Linked DNA regions of Mus musculus: region 1 is linked to region 2. The links are chromatin contacts, called in public Micro-C maps. All regions are on one chromosome and are shown on one strand. The core of a region is the stretch at or near the end of the contact, and the rest is flanking DNA. Distances in the headings are between cores, read along the strand shown. Region 1 overlaps Grb10 (growth factor receptor bound protein 10). Region 2 has its middle 20 kb from the start of Fignl1.

Evidence for each region. Hi-C and Micro-C count contacts between places; a contact is called where the count stands out from the background.
Region 1: a contact with region 2 is called in a Micro-C map of the G1E-ER4 cell line, with 17 times the contacts expected there. The contact joins two enhancer-like sites. A contact is called at or near these places in 6 of 15 datasets of contacts at CTCF or cohesin (CD8 T cells, the G1E-ER4 cell line, embryonic stem cells and 1 more), 19 of 484 Hi-C or Micro-C datasets (the G1E-ER4 cell line, the HL-1 cell line, the HPC-7 cell line and 7 more), 7 of 115 datasets of contacts at active chromatin or transcription factors (the 230-238 cell line, Th17 cells, embryonic stem cells and 2 more) and 3 of 9 other capture datasets (adipose tissue, liver and pancreatic islet).

The regions. Positions count from the first base shown.
Region 1 is chr11:11,972,878-11,975,884 of GRCm38.p6, forward strand. All of the region lies in intron 2 of Grb10 (growth factor receptor bound protein 10), which reads right to left. Among named protein-coding and RNA genes, the nearest start is that of Grb10, 63 kb to the right of the region's middle. Within about 2 kb of position 1,689, at least 81 of the 459 cell types and tissues checked have an H3K27ac peak or open chromatin away from gene starts, as enhancers often do. A contact at or near this core is called in the G1E-ER4 cell line, the HPC-7 cell line, Th17 cells and 2 more, where this site is marked.
Region 2 is chr11:11,787,108-11,790,181 of GRCm38.p6, forward strand. No RefSeq gene overlaps it. Among named protein-coding and RNA genes, the nearest start is that of Fignl1, 20 kb to the right of the region's middle. Within about 2 kb of position 1,519, at least 85 of the 459 cell types and tissues checked have an H3K27ac peak or open chromatin away from gene starts, as enhancers often do. A contact at or near this core is called in the G1E-ER4 cell line, the HPC-7 cell line, Th17 cells and 2 more, where this site is marked.

The DNA of each region.
Region 1 (3,007 bases), core at 439-2,938, 190 kb after region 2:
TTGCCCAGCTAGGGGTTGCCTAGGTAACAAGGATCTAAGACTCTAGTAGGGCGGGTAGGGGTTACACTTTCAGGTTCTGCTGTCTTCCGAAGGGACATGCCTCTTAAAGGCCTCACCAGATATAGTAGTGGAGCAGCATTTAGTTCACTTATGAAAGGAGGGAACCAGAGGATGGCTAAGGAGAAGACCTCAGTGGGAACAGAAGTTACATTAGAGTTCATAAGTCTGGCACTGACAGGACAGTTCCAGAATCTGTGCCTGACACATCTACATTCAGGGTTAATTAACATATTTAAATTATTTTGTCCCCCAAACAATTATTTTGTTAACAATGAACCATTAAGAATTACCCATGCTTCTACTCAAAAGTAAGCATTTCTATGATGACAGATCATTTTGGAAGCAACACAGGGTGAAACGCAAAGTTCACTATACTAAAGAGTGTGTGTGTGTGTGAGAGAGAGAGAGAGAGGTCCATTCACTGACTAAAAGAACCAAGTTTTGCTCCATGCAGAGCTACTTCCTAAGCGTTTAGACAGAAAAGAGCCTTGTAAGACACCGAGCCCTCCCTATTTCTACTGCTCTATTCCTAGAGAAACCCACTGGCAACACAGTTCCTGGTCCGACAGCGCTCCCAGCCTCTGAGAAAATGAAATGGCTTGGTTCGTGCTGGCAGATTATCATTCATGGCTATTTTTCCCTGGGCTTGCTGTAGTCTTTGGCTGTGCCGACCCCTGGTGGCAGTCCCTGGTGTCTCCTGTCCTATTTCTTTTTTGGGGAACAGGTAAATTCCTGGGTTGGTTCTCTGTAGTAAAGCCAAAGCCAAAGCAATTCTGATACTATTCAAATATTATTCATATAAAGCAGGTAGATTCTAGAAGAGACAACACGTTCAGATTGCTGTCCTCTCCTCTGGAGTGGGTAATTTCTTCATCTGAATATACTGTACTGGGTGGTCTTTGAAAGGATACCAGGCTAATCTGAGAACATCCAATTACCAGGTTACGGTCTTCACTAATCAAATATAGCTGCTATGCTCAGATCCTCCAAATCTTTAAGCTTTTCAGAGCTGTCAAAATGAAAGTAAAGCCTCAAAGTTCTACAATGGTTTACTCAAAAACCAACTTTAATATGTCCTATGAGGACAATTACTAAGTTATATGTTCGGATTTTTTTTTTTTTTACAATTACTGATAAGACTTTACTTGAAGTTCCTAAAATTCAAATGTAGACTAAAAATGAAATCTTCTAAATTATGTTTAAACAGCTGATTCTTAAGGGTCTACACTAATTTTATTTTTTAAGTACTGGAGTTAGATATAATAAAATTATATTAGATTTTTTTTTAGAAAATTATAATATTTACTTATGGCAAGGCATGAATCACAGCAGTTGGGTGCTGGATAGAGGACAACGTCTAGGTTGATTTTCTCCTTCTAATTACAATGTGGGTCTGGGATTAAACTCAGGTTGTCAAGCTTGGAGGTGTCTTTCCCCGCTGACCTATCTTACCAGCCTCACTTTCAGTTCTTGTAAATGTTCTACAAGCTTATATTTTTCTCAGTGAGGACCTTGTGTGTCTTTTCTACCCGTGTGGCTAACTGCTAAACTGTTTTGTACTCCCGTGAACCTGAGCAGAGCTATCATAAACCATTTGGAAAAGGCTTTCTTCCAGTGAACAGAAGTGGAAGAAGGAGACAGACTGATATGCTCTGATGAAACAAGTTCCACAAGGGTACCTCTTCAGAAAGAATGCTAGGAAAGAAAAGAAAAATGGCTTCATAAAGGCAATTTCACCTCCAATGAATTTGTAAGAATGTGTTTCCTGAACAAACATGGCTGCCAAATAAAACTCTTAGTAGCTGTCTCCCTTCCATAAAGAGCCAAGTTGCAACTGGGCATGGACTTTGCCCCAAATATTTGAGGTCATCTGATCTAAAATTCACATCTCTTCTTGCTTCACTGTCATTAACAAACTCAAGGCTAGTTCTGTTTGGAAATATTGGAAATACATATAAATTTAGTTAAATAAATTCTTATTTGGCTCATAAGCCATGACTGGCAAATATCTCCCCCAAGTCAAGTGAGGTGTGCTGATCTGGAAAGGGTACGGAGAGGGGAGAGGTACAAGCAGAGGAGGCTCTCCCCGCCCGGGCATGCGGGCGTGCGTACCTTAGTACCTTAGCAAATAACACACTTCTTGGTTCATAGCACCATCTAGTGTCTTTTCTACGTGAACTGGAGCTTAACGGTGGTTCTGGGTTTTCTTCGCTACATTATTTTGTCTTAAAGACATTTGCATTATGCATGTGATGTATCCATTGTGGTGGCCCAATCTTCACAGTAAGCCCCCCTCCACGCCCCCCAGGAACACTCACCACCTTCCTTGTTTGCCCTGGCTGTACATCTCTTGGGAAATGAAGAGCTATAGGCAAGCTTGTGTGTCTATGTGACTTAATGACAGGGAAGGAAGAATTAAAAAGCATGTCTACCTGAGAAATTTCTGGTACTTAATTTTGGACCATGTTTTTGCTGCCGTTTTCCTGGACTTGAGTCAGATACAGACACACAGCACGTATTTGGTCTTTCTGATTAAGTGTGTGACCAGAATTGGTGACAGCACTTTGTTAACTGAACATGTTACCTTTTGTCATCCTAATAAGAGGATCTTCTTCTTTAAGCACCTTCTGTTTTTGTAAAGTCTTTTAAAAACTCAGTTACAAATCAGTATATATGCTACTTTGTTTGTTTTCTGATTGGTCATTTTGTGGCAATTGGTAAAAAGGCTTAAAGACAGAAATGATTATCAACACTCTTTTAAAGTACACTTGAAGCTAAAAACAATGACCTAGGGAACAATACTTCACTATAAAAAACAGTTGTTGGTATTGAACAACTGTCATTGTTCACACTCCAATCTGAGGGGGCAGAAATCAATCAATTAAACATGTGAGAAATGTTACAAAGGGAAGCACTAATTCACTAATATTTTATTATTAAGCATATT
Region 2 (3,074 bases), core at 269-2,768:
ATAATCTAATTAAAGAATATAAAACACTTTCTAAAACTTTCTATGAAAAAAAAAAAACATTAAAGGAAGACATGATCACAAAGCCAGCTCTGCAGAGGATACTGGAAGGAACACTGTAGTCCAATAAACACAACTTACCGTCAAGTAAAAACAGTGTCAAGCTGGCTGTGGGGGCACACGCCCTTAATTGCAGTGCTCAGGAGGTAAAAGGTGGAGGATATCCCAGTTGGAGGCCATCCTGGTCTACAAAGAGAGCTTCAGGACAGGCAGAGCTACACAGAGAAACCCTGACTCAGGTGGGTAGGGGGGACAACAGTACCATTAGGATAAAGCAATTTATTTATGGAAAAGGGAACTCCAGGGAAATGCAACTAAAAAACATACAGGCACAGCTATTCTAATATTTGACAAAATGACATCAAACCAAATATAGTCAGATAAGGAAGGCCACTCCACACTCATTAAAGGGAAAAAAAAAAATCAACCAAGAGGCCACAACGCCAACCGCGTAGATCCGCAGTGCTCTCCACTTTCTTGGTTTATGCAGTGAGCAGTAGTGAATGCAGGCTCCCCTGCCAGTGCCAAGGATGATGAACTCTCAGGCTCAGCTGTGGATGAATCACTCACCTGCCTGAGCCTCCTCCGTCCCAGGCTCAGGGAACAGCACAGAAGAGTGAACAGAGAGAATGTAAGAGTTGTCGGCAGAGCTGGGAGATGTTGGCTTCTGGATACGCCACACACGGCAGCCAAACACATCAGCTCACAGCACCTGTGGACACCAGTGCAAGACCTGCACAAGAGTAAGCCAGTAAAAACTCCAGCATAAATGAGGAAGACATCCCCAAGATCCCATTAGCGGAGGAGTTATTAGAAGTTGATGGCTACTGTGGTAGGAACCCACTACAGACCCACACCCATTGCATTTGGACAGCATTAAGAGGACTCGGGGCTTGTCAATTTAAAAAAAAAAAAAAAAAGGAGTAGGGTGATGGGGTAAAGGCCTCTGGGGAGAGTGGAGGGAGGTATCAGTAGATAGATATGATTAAATGCATTATTTAAATGTATAAAATTTTGAAAGAATAAAATCATTTTTAAAAAGTTGTTATGAAGCCAGGCGTGGTGGCACACGCCTTTAATCCCAGGACTCGGGAGGCAGAGGTAGGTGGATTTCTGAGTTCGAGGCCAGCCTGGTGAGTGAGTTCCAGGACAGCCAGGGCTATACAGGGAAACCCTGTCTCGAAAAAGAAAAACAAACAAAAAACAACAACAACAACAACAACAAAGTTATGAGTTTTAAAGGACCTAAACTCACTGTTAAAATACGAAAAAGACTCTCAAACCTGAGCTTTTTCAGCAAATCAATAGACTGAAAATTTCTAACATCTAGGTTGGAATTCCTTGCAAGGGTACCTACCAAAACTCAAACTTTTTTCCACAGAAGGATAGAGTCCCTGGCCGAGCGCCGGGGAAAATCTGAGAGGCGCTCGCCCCCTAGTGGCAACAGAAGGCAAGATAGGGAAGCCGATTTCACTGGTCTTAAAGGGAGCTTGGGAATGCAGCGCGGCCTTTTAAGGCCAGGCACAGGCTTACCACCTAGTTAAATATGCTTTGTGAGAGTCCTTTACTTGTGGGTTAGTTTTGAAATTAAAACCTTGCTTTTGAAATTGACCTTAAGAACTCAACAACTGGGCCTACTGAAACCAGTTCTTGTATAAACACTGTTAATGCCAGGCCCACAGGGACTGTGGGGAAGCCCAGAACCCTCTAGCTGCTCCTATGGACACTCCTGACCTCTGCTGGTCAGAGCAGGTGGAGCCTGCCTATCTCAAAAACCTAGCTCAGAATGCAGTCTGAGATTCTAAGAGCTGGCTGCTCACCACACTGGCCAGTGACACTGACCAACTCATGAGTGAGTATGACAGAAAATGACGGGATGTTAACAGATCTGGGCTCAAATCCCAAGGGAGCAAATCTGAGCTTCGGTGAGCTGTCAGAGGGCTTCATTACTCTCCGTGGCTGTAGTAGAAGGGCATCTTCTGTCTCTGGGGTGGCTGTAGGGGAAAACGAAATGCAAAGGTGTATCAATTCACAGCGCAGTGCACAGGACTCTCTTCACCCCAAACACACACACACCCTCAGCACTGTTTAGAGCCTGCCATCTCGTTATCCAGACTAACTTCACCGTGAGACCAACCCAGAGAGTTATGAGGAAGATGAACATCCACTTGGAGTATATGATGCCGACCCGTGTGCTATAAGCGTTTTAATGTCATTTCTCTGTGAAAAAAAGTTTAACCCCTAGTTGGGTTTGTGCGTTTTTTGAATAGGCACCTAAATTACCACTAACCGTTCAGCTCTGTGTTTACCAATTATGTTTGTAAGCTAGAAAACCCCAAATATCCTTCAAATGTGCATGGATTAAAAACAACAACCAAAAAGTCCACTGTGTTATGTGCATATCATGGATACTAAAAAAAGAAAGGAAAAAACCCTAATATTTGCACCAACATAGTAAGTAATTGCATTCCCTTGATGAAATCAACTAAGAGGTTGCAATATGTGGTTTATGAAAACTCTAGCAAATGCAAACTAACATTTATGTTAAAAAGCAATTCAGTAGTTGTCCGGTGTTGCTTGAGAGTCAGGTGCAGTGAGTAGAAAGAATTACAAAAGAAGTCAAAGGTGTTTTCTGACTTGAGACGCATACTGTGGTGATGTAATTGTTAGCTTGACTCGATTTAGAATCATTTAGATTAATGATGAACACTTCCTGGTGCATCTGTGAAGGCATGCTCGAGATATGAACAAAGACGGCTCAAGCTACCCTGAATGGCAGATGGATAGGCTGGGGCCAGGGTGGAATAAAGGGGGCAAGGAGAACGTCCATTGCTTTCCAGGGATTCCTTCTCTGTTTCCTGGCCACAAGATGACTGACCTGCTCTTCACCCTGTCCTCACTGCCTCGATGGACTGAGGCTTCTGAAACTATTACCAAGATAAATCTTTCCTGCTCAGGTATCTGGTCGCAGTGACAGGAAGTCTGGTGTGTGTGTGTGTGTGTGTGTGTGTGTGTGT